3 separate regions of the Zea mays genome follow, and regions 1 and 3 are each linked to region 2. A link is a contact called in public Hi-C data. All regions are on one chromosome and are shown on one strand. Each heading gives the region's core, a stretch centred on a gene start, on an enhancer-like site or on the middle of the called end of the contact. The rest is flanking DNA. Distances are from core to core; before and after follow the strand shown. Region 1 holds the start of LOC103633963 (ERAD-associated E3 ubiquitin-protein ligase component HRD3). Region 2 holds the start of LOC100277152. Region 3 holds the start of LOC100193947.

Region 1 (3,361 bases), core at 425-2,924, 250 kb before region 2:
CATACATCTGAAAATTAAAATGATGGGATTTGACAGGTTGAGCCCAATTTAAACACCAACAGAGTGGACTGGAGTAGAACAAGCTACATGATAATAATTATTGAATCAGATTGGGCAACCCCTACTTTTTATATGAAGTAAAGCTTATTGTGATAACCACAGATTGTGCAATATATGCAAGTAACCAAAAGGAATTAAATGTTAGTGCAAGAAGCTAAACTTTATTTTTAAGGTAAAATACTATCCCTAATTTGCTTCACCAAAATAAACAGGGCAATTTACAAGAGAACGCTGCATCAGATATCCAATGTCTGGAATCTGGATGCAAGATAAAAAATAAGTAAATGTGGTTAAAGCAGGCTGCTCAGTGCTCACTAGTACTCAAGTGAAAAAAACATCATGGTTAGTAGTTAGTACTGATAAATTTCTTCAATTCGATTATTGCTTCTTAAATTACCTCCAACTTGTAAGATGACTGTGTCACGAAAAAACATTAGTTCTAGAGAAGAATTTGTAGACCTAACATCAAATATAACCCTACAATGATGAAGAGGGAATTTGATTCTCTAAGGTGTAATGTTTGTGCAAAAACTAAAAATGTTATGGTAAAAATAAGAACCACGCTACAAATTGGCAAAGACACTGGCCTCACGATTTCTACCAGCAAATAAGATCAAAGTCTACACCCAATTTCAGCAAATGTGACTACCAATTGATTAACTGAAACAACTTGCTATTCTAATGCCTGATCACCCAGGAACTAACCCTTCGCAACCCCAAGCAAAAAATGCTAATATCTGACCCAAAAAGTTCCTCAATTTGCAAGTAAGCCAACGAATTCAAACATTCAACCCCCAATTAGAGTATGCAGATTGTATGAGTGAGTAAAAGCAAACGGTATTGACCACCTCACCTCCTGGCGGAAGTAGGAGTACGCGAGGGCCATCTTTGACTGAAGATCTCCCGCGTCGGCGGCGAACTTGTGCAACAGGAATGCGAGCGATCGGGATGCCGGGCGCGTCATCCCGGCGCCGGTGAGGAACGCGAGCGCGGACTGCGCGCCCGGGTGCCCCGCCTCTGCCGCGGCCTCGATCTGCGCGGCAGCCGTGGCGAACGCCGCGTCGTCCCCATCGGACGCTGCGGAGAGCATCGCGCGGGCGCCCGCGACGAAGAGCGCGTCGGCCGACGAGTCCGTCTCATCGCCAGAAAGGGGAGGGCTTGCTGGGTCAAGAAGAGGGACCCAGGAGGACGGGGAGAGGAGCGGGTCGGCGGCTGGTGAATCGTCGGCGAAGTCGTCCCACCCGTCGTCGTCGGTGGAGTCGGCAGAGGGGAGGGACGGGTGCGCGGCCGAATCCTTGAGGAAGTCCTCACCGGAGAGAACCAAAACAAACGGGCGCACTGCAGCAGCTGGGCGAAGGAGAGAAGCGACCACGGCGAAGGAGACGGCGGCGAGGAGGAGGAGACGGCGGTGCAGGACGCGAGCCATCGGGGAAGGCATAGCCTACGAGAACACAAGATCTCACCCCCGTTGCACGGCAGGGAGTAGGAGTTGGGACTTGGGACTGCGCAGGGGATGCTGGCAGGTGGGGCATGTCGAGCGGGCAGCTTCTAGGACTATGACGTGGAGATGGGACCCGCAGTGGAGACGTGTCCGTGCTCCGTGATTGGCTTGGCGTTTGAGCCTGGTGTGGATCCGAACTTAAGTGATTTTGCTTGGGTGTGCGCTGCGCTATCTTTCTATATGGCCCATGGGCTTACGAGTTTTAGACTTATTTGTAAAACTTGAGTGACTCTAAATTTAATCTATCTATATCTTCTTCTTTTTTCTCTATCTTCTTTTTCTCTGTATAATCCATCAGTTTAAATTTTACAAAACTCACTCAACTAAATCACCCCCACATCCATAACATCGATCAACTAAATTACATCGAGACTTAACACACTATCAAATATATATCTCTATACCACTATATAATCTATCAGTTTAAACTTTACAAAATTCACACAACAAAATTACCTCCACACATATAACATCCACTAAATCCACCAAACAAATTGTATCTAAACTTAACACATCATCAAAATCAACGGATAATCTCACCCCCTTGCTCATTCAAATTCAATGAACAATATTATTTGGATCATCCTTCCCCTTCTCCCTCCCCACAACCCCGTTGCCCTCTCCCCTCACTCAGGCCACCAGCTCCGCCATCAACTCCTCCCCCTCGCGCTGTCGTCGCCATCGTCGACCCCTCCCTACGCGGGATCGTAGCATTAGCACAGGCTATATGCTAGTAAACTATATTTAAATTGAATTTTTATATCTAGTAGTTTCATTGTAGATCTACTTAACTAAAATAAGGGATCTATCTTTAGATTTGTCAAATTGGTTGAGCATGTGTTTCCACCAAATTTAAATTTAATAAAGTTAGAGAAAAAAATACCTAACATATCACTTGTTACATAGAAAAAACGGTTCAATTATTTTCTTCTTGTCACTTACTCCCTCCGTCCCATTATATAAGGCGTAACCACCTCTGGTTCAAAGACCAAGAAATGCATTTAATTGTCTCTATACCACTGCATCGATATACGTATGCATAGAGAGAGCACGCCTTATATTGTGAGACAAGAATAAAAAGTGGTTACGCCTTATATCCTGAGACGGAGGGAGTATTTTTTTAAGCTTCGCCGCAAAGACTCCGTTGAGCCTACAAATCGGCGGTCACGCCACAACGCACCCCACTGACCAGTTTTCACGTCCACTCATGTCACCCCACACCCTAGTAAGGCTGCACCACTGGGCTCATGAGACCGTCGTCGAGGCCACTGAAAGTTTCATGTGTGATTTTGATAAATGGGACGATAATTGACTAATTTGTAAGGCTTGTTTTTTGAGCTACAACTTTTTGGAGTTTTTTAAAAGATATCATTAGGCTTTTGATCCTGCAAAGTCAATAATAGCTTTTCAATAATGTTATTAACTTTTTAGACTTAGAAAGCTACATAAAGCCCATGAAACCAGGCTTTTAGCTTTTTACATAAACTCAACTTTTCCTGAGCTTTTGGCTTTCTGAAAGTTAAATAGAAAAATAATTGTTTGTTTGTGCTTCTGGCTTTTTGGTTGAGAAGCTACCAAGAAGCTCAAATAAATAGGGCTTACTCTAGTGTTGTGATTGAACTAGATTTTATTCACATCTAAGATTGAGCAAGAACAACAACAATGATGGTTGTTGCCACGAGTGATAATTGAAAGGGAAATAGGGTCAAACATTTTCCTAAATGATTTTGGTGGTTGAATTGCCCAACACAAACAGTTGGATTAACTAGTTTGCTCTAGATTATATGTTCTATAGGTGCC
Region 2 (3,226 bases), core at 211-2,710:
ATAGATACAAATACAACAATCTTTAATGGTTTTCCTGGGCACAATCTAAAAATCATTCATAACTAATGCTAAAGAGGATCTCCAACAGGGACATGCCAGTAGACTACTTGCCGTTTTGTTAGTTTGCTTACATGGTAAAGAGAGGGAATTTGCTACCACTCAGCAGGTATATGGGTCTTAGCTACTAAACAGTAGCTAGCCTGATGGTTTCAGCGCAAATTCCAGATCACGAAATGATGATGTGGGTCAAGGATAAATACAATAAGAATTACTGGATGCTTGGTAGATATAGTGCATGTAGCCCCTCTGTACAAAAAAGAGTACAATTCTCGCTTTTGATGACTCAGATAGTTTTAAATCTGACCAAATCTATAGCAAAAAAATACCAATATTTATGGTACCAAATAAGTATCATTGGAGTAATCATGGAATATATTTACATAGTAAACCTACTTGGAGACATAAATTTTGATACTATTTTCTTATAAACTTAGTCAAAGTTACAAAAAACTTGACTTAGTTCAAACCTAGAGTTGCATTTATTCTGGGATGGATGGAGTAAATTAGAGAAGTTTTATACTCCATAGATGACATGGATTAACACTATGGAACGGTTTCTAATGGAGATGTCCTAAACAACGATAATCGGTTGAAGAAAGAACTGTCTGTGGAAGAAACCTTCTGTCCATGATGAACAGTAATCCATTAATCCAACCATTTGTTCTTTGTGAGATTCAACATCAATTAACGGCTCACTGGGAGAAAATCAATAGTTAGTTCACTCTAGCAGACATGGGAAATATTATGTACACTTGTGTGAGAAAGCATTCTGATAGCCATTCCGTTACAGTAAAACAATGCACTAATATTCAGGTGTAACGAGCTGGTAGATAAAGGTTATAACGGCCTATGCAGATGGGTACCCTACTACCAAAAAAAAGGTTCAATCTGTTGTACTAGATGGTAAATAGACTATAAATCGATAACTAACATGAGTTAACAACACCGGATCGACGGAAGTTAATGCGAACGACCTTTCGTCGTGCAAATACCAACCTCCACATAATCAGGTGAAGCAAAGCGGCCAACATAAGACGAAGAACCAACGGATTTAACCTTGTAGCCAATTTATCAATCTAGCAGAGAGAATTAATAGGAGCTCCGCACGCTCCAGGACGCCGAGACCAACAAATGAAAAAATGCTATGAAGCACGGATGGGGGATGGTGCGGGAGTCACCTTCCTCGACCTTCTTCTTGACGTGATTCTCCCGGGCCTCCTGGAGGTACCCCATGTCGCAGGCTCCCGGACTAGATGACGCTGAATTGGATTCGGGGAGAGAGAGAGACCGAACAGTTGGGGGGTTAAACCCTAGCGCCCTTGGGAACGAACGCTGACATTGACGGCGAGGTTTTCTCTCCCCTCTCCTGCTCCTAGTCCTAGTGGGTGAACTGGTGAAGTGCTTTTGCACGTGGATTAGTTGCTGAAGTTGGGCTGTTGAGTCGTCCGTCGGTGGCCCACGCGCTAGATAGGGCCACTTCGGTTCGGTTGATCGAAATGTCCGGAACGTTTGGGCCAGGCAAGACCAAAAGTACGTCGGGTATATTTGGGCCAGACCTATACGTCGGACGTCCGATTTGGGCTTTTTTTCTTAATTAAAAAGAACGGTTGGATTAGTCGTGTGGTGAATTGGTCATGGGATATTGGGATGAATGAAGGTCTGAACTATAAACGCGTTACGCATCACTGTCATGGTGGGGACCAACGGTGGTCTCAAATTTCGAGATTGCTCATAGCTCCACTCCAATCAGACGAGATCCTTGGAAGGATTCCCACGGTTGGGCGATGAGGACAACTCCACCAACACCAGCAACGATCGAGTCATCACGAACTAGTCCTGGCAGGTACGGCTAACCAACGGGCGAATACAGAATACTGCTGCTGAGCTCGACGTTCTTGGCACCAGCCTGTCCTAAACAAATTAAAGAACGCAGGACGGCGAATCGGCAATGGCATCTTAGAGGAACGGAACGCGTAGGCACACTTGTGGTACACTCATCGGGAATTTAGGTGAAAAAAGGGTGTTTCTTGCTGCGTGATTACATTTGACTGTCACGGTAACTTCGTCCAGATGTGTGTGTTTTTTTGAAAAGGGGAAATGGATCCAGGTGGAAGAAAGAAAGATGGGCTGCCAAACGGTACACGTTGGAGGAAAGAGCTCTTGCGAAACAGATCTCTCGACAAAGGGGACAAAAGCTGGCTGCTGCTCACTCCGTGTATCATGATTACCGAGGAGATTTCTAGAGTTCCAAGCCAGAAAAATTGTACCGTCTTTATTGCACATCGTTTCTTTTAAGTATTTTACCTGTCTCAGCGGGTTGAACACAGAGTTTGTTACATAACGGCCTTTTAGCTGTCTTTAGAAGAAGAAAAAAAATGTGGATACAAAATTACACCTATACGTCCACTTCTATAGTTGCAAAATTACAGTTCATTCAACCATAACCGACAATCGGTTTACCGATTCAGCATCGAAGAATATGCACGTTTTTTTTTTATTTACTTCCATGGTAAGTGTTAGACTACCCGTCTAGGGTTTGTGTTATTCCCTGTGTAATGACCGTTATACCCCTGTGTAATGGGCCTTGGCCCAGTTACTCTCTCTATTTAATATCACTCCCAACCCCTGATTAGGGTATGGGTTCCTATTCTAACATGGTATCTTCAGTCTAGGTTAGGTCTCTGTTTTTCCTCCCAGCCGCCGGTCCCCTGCCCTGGCGCCGTGCGCCCCTCTGCCCCTGCGCGCCCGTCGCCGGCCTCCCTCTTCCCCGACGCGCCTCCCGTCGCCCCTCCCCTGCGTGCTCGTCGCGCCCAGGGCCCCTGCCCCTGCGCGTCCGCCGCCGCCGGACCCGACCCCGGACGCCGCCGCCGGTCTTCCTCCCCTGCGCGCTCGTCGCGCCCAGGGCCTCTGCCCCCGCGCGTCCGCCGCCGCCGGCCTTCCCCCTGGGACCGGCGCCCGTCGTCCCACCTCGACCAGGCACCAGGCCCGCAGGGAGCGGCGCCCGACGTCCCTGCGCCTCCTCGACCAGGCGCCTGGCCAGGCTGCGCCCCTACCCCTGCGTCCCCGCCGACATGGACGCCAGCACCACTGCCGCCACCGGCACCATCGCCCCCGCTGCGACCGGCAGCGAGCCCGCCCATGGAGGGGCCCCTTACATCACCGGCCT
Region 3 (3,119 bases), core at 110-2,609, 240 kb after region 2:
ACGCGATCTCACCCGAGCCCAGCCTCGGGTTGGAACAGTGGTCCCAGACGAATTCACGCCTCGCCCGAGGGCCTCCTCAGACGGCAGGCGCCCCCTCGGCTCTCCCGAGGCCCGGCTCGGGCAGGCTTTGTTGTGAAGCAACCTTGGCCATACCGCCTCACCAACCGACCGCTTCGCAGGCGCATTAAATGCGGGGGATGCCTGACGCCGTATCCTGACACGCGCACCTCAGTCGACCAGGCCGAAGTGACCGCAGTCACTTCGCCCCTCCTCTTCACTATCCGATATGACAGGAAAACAGTGTCGCCCGCTCCGCTCCGACTGTCGTGTCAGCCACCCCGGCAACGACTGACAACAAGTCACGATCAACCACCGAGCTCAAGCCTCGGGCGCAATAGGAAGCTCCGCCTCGCCCGACTTCACGCTCCGACCTCGGGAGAAGGTCTCCGCCTCACCCGACCTCAGACTCCGGCCTCGGGAGGAGGTCTCCGCCTCGCCCGACCCCCCGACTCGGCCTCGACCCCGGTCTCGGGAGGAATCGCGTCCTTGCCCGACCCCGGCCTCGGCCACAAGAGAAGTCTCCGCCTCGATCGACCTTGGGCTCGGACTGACCATGCTGATAGGGGACGCATCATTCCCCTATTCCTAGCCTGCTCAGGCTACAAGGAACAAGACCGGCGTCCCATCCGGCTTACCCCGACGACGGGTAATGATGGTGCCCCACGTGCGCCATGACGCCGGTGGCTCTCAGCCCCTTACGACAGCAAGGAGACGTCAGCAGGGTCCTCGCCGCGCTGCCAGCTACGCTCCTACAGGACTCAGGCGCTCCTCCGGCGGCCACACCATCACATGTACAGCGCCCAAGCTCTCCTCCAACGACCACGTTGGCATGTACACAGGGCTTAGGCACTCCACTGCCGGACACGTTAGCGCATAGTTACGCCTCCCCTGTTGTACACCTGGACTCTCTCCTTGCCTCTATAAAAGGGAAGTCCAGGGCCACCCTGAGGGGGGTTCGCGCGAGGGAAGTGGCGGACGAGCTCTGTGTCCCCCTCTCTCTCTCCCTCACGCGATGCGCTTGTAACCCCTACTGCGAGCGGCACCCCTGGTGCAGGATAATACAAGGCTTGTCTCATATCTTGTGTTCCATCCCGCGCCAATCCATCTGGGCAGGGACACGCGGCGACAATTTACTCGTCGGTCCAGGGACCCCGGGGTCGAAATGCCGACAGATATATACCACTACTATTTGTAGGGGATAATATGCACCGCGATTTTGATGTAGTGAGATGAAAAGGTACACCAAATTGTAGAAATCTGAACATGATTTGGTTTCAGGGCGCAGTCACGAAAGGGCCAGATAGGGCTGTTTTGCAGCGGTGGCCCAAAACATGCAGAAAGGCTGCAAGGGCCGAATTTTTTTCCAAATCGTTCCTTCTACACACTGTCGAGGAGGGCAGCGGGAAGGGACGAGTCGACGCCGGTGTGCGGTGGCGGCGGTCGCGCGGTAACGTTTCCCTTCAGCTTCGATCATGTTGGTGGCGGCGCCGGCCACAAAAGGCTCACCCACCAAGGATTTGACGGCTGTCGAGCCCGGGGACGAGGTGAGTGCATTTTTCTCCCTACCGCCGTCGTAATTGGTGACAACAGCTGAAGGGGTTTGTGTAATTGGTTCATCGATTTGATAATAGCCAATCCATGTGGTGTTTGAACTTGTTTATAGGGCATGCCCTGAGTCGTGAGAGGTGACAGGAAACTTGTTCATAGTCGTTTTCGCTACCGTAGGTGGCGCAGTCGGTGTTCGACGCAGGGGGAGCTATGGGTTCGGTCTCGGTTTGTCAGGCGAATGGCAACCACCAGCCGCCGCCGCCGCAGGCAGAAGCGGAGCAGGTCGTCGAGGATGGCGTTGCCGTCGACAGGATCAATGGCAACTACCAGCCGCTGGAGCTGGTGGCTGAGGCGGGGCAGGTCGTCGAGGAGGGCGATGCCGGCGTGACCATGGAAGGCGTCGCTTCCATCGCCTTGCTGCCTACCGGTGCCATCTCCGGCCATTTCATTCGCCTCCCTGACTCCATCTGCTACGGGCTACACGGCACCCGTATTCATCTCTCCCCATTCCCCTTACAGCAGTTGTTGGTTCCTTCCAAGTTTCACGCTTGGGAAAAATATTGTTATGTTATTCTCATTTCTAAATTCTAACGGAAGTCACTAGTGTTTTTTTTTCAATGCACAAGATGAATGGTAATCTTATAAATCATAAGAGGGTTTCTCATCTGTTGGAATTATGTCACCTCTCTTTGGCGCCACCATCCCGAGCAATACCAGTCACCAGATCAACATTTCCATTGTTATACACAGCATTTTTTGGAAACAAAATGTACGTATAAAAGTAAAACTGTATAACCTGTTGTATAACCTGTTGAATCAGGAGCTTCCTTTTTATGCTACTGAATTATTTTAGATTCAGTAAAAAAGGGCTAGATTAGTCACTTTGATCTTTTTGGTAGATACGGTGTATAGTTTCAGTGAGATAATGTGTTCTTTGCACCAGTTCACCACCTGTGTCTTTACTTTTTTGCTATATAGAACACAAGATAAGTTTGAAATTATATATTATCATAAGAAGATTTTAGCTTATTTTGCTGTTTTCTTCCTTTTTCTATTATGTTAGCAATATCTTGCGAGAGGGAATGTAGCCGAGGAGAGGACTACCGCCTTATAAAGCTCACCATCATTGATTTTAAGGTGAGGCATGTCTTATGTATTTGCCTCCATCAAGCATAGCTTGTACTAATCAATTATACTGCCGTTAACTAAAAACTGTCCTGGTTATTTCTGGTCCATCATAGTTGATGTAAAAAGTCCATCATAGTTGATGTAAAAAGATCATACTCACACACCTAGTTATATATTAACACGAAAGGATAAAATTACATGTCCTTTTTTTTAAATAAGAGGAGGACAGGGAATTTGAAGCCATACCTCACCTAGAATGATTTTGTGCACTAGGCTCAAGCACTAGGGTAAATGTGTGCCCTCATTTTTTTTCTCGAAACACGCAGGAGAGCTGCGTATTAATATATTAAGAAAGAGACTCATGAAACTGTGAAATTTGTGCG

What was found. A called contact is a pair of places that touch in the nucleus more often than the background predicts.
Region 1: a contact with region 2 is called in a Hi-C map of tassel, with 2.9 times the contacts expected there. The contact joins the promoter of LOC103633963 here to the promoter of LOC100277152 in region 2. A contact is called at or near these places in 6 of 25 Hi-C or Micro-C datasets (bundle sheath, ear, endosperm and 2 more).
Region 3: a Hi-C map of leaf shows a contact between it and region 2, with 6 times the contacts expected there. The contact joins the promoter of LOC100193947 here to the promoter of LOC100277152 in region 2. A contact is called at or near these places in 2 of 25 Hi-C or Micro-C datasets (leaf and tassel).

The regions. Positions count from the first base shown.
Region 1 is chr1:36,426,949-36,430,309 of Zm-B73-REFERENCE-NAM-5.0, reverse strand. LOC103633963 (ERAD-associated E3 ubiquitin-protein ligase component HRD3) reads right to left here and starts at 1,674. Exons shown (of 7, transcript XM_008655622.4): 1 at 914-1,674; 2 at 1-7. The coding sequence starts at 1,498.
Region 2 is chr1:36,178,895-36,182,120 of Zm-B73-REFERENCE-NAM-5.0, reverse strand. It overlaps LOC100277152, which reads right to left and starts at 1,460. Exons shown (of 3, transcript NM_001150802.2): 1 at 1,239-1,460. The coding sequence starts at 1,293.
Region 3 is chr1:35,942,714-35,945,832 of Zm-B73-REFERENCE-NAM-5.0, reverse strand. It overlaps LOC100193947, which reads left to right and starts at 1,359. Exons shown (of 6, transcript NM_001349841.1): 1 at 1,359-1,604; 2 at 1,786-2,098; 3 at 2,672-2,745. The coding sequence starts at 1,533.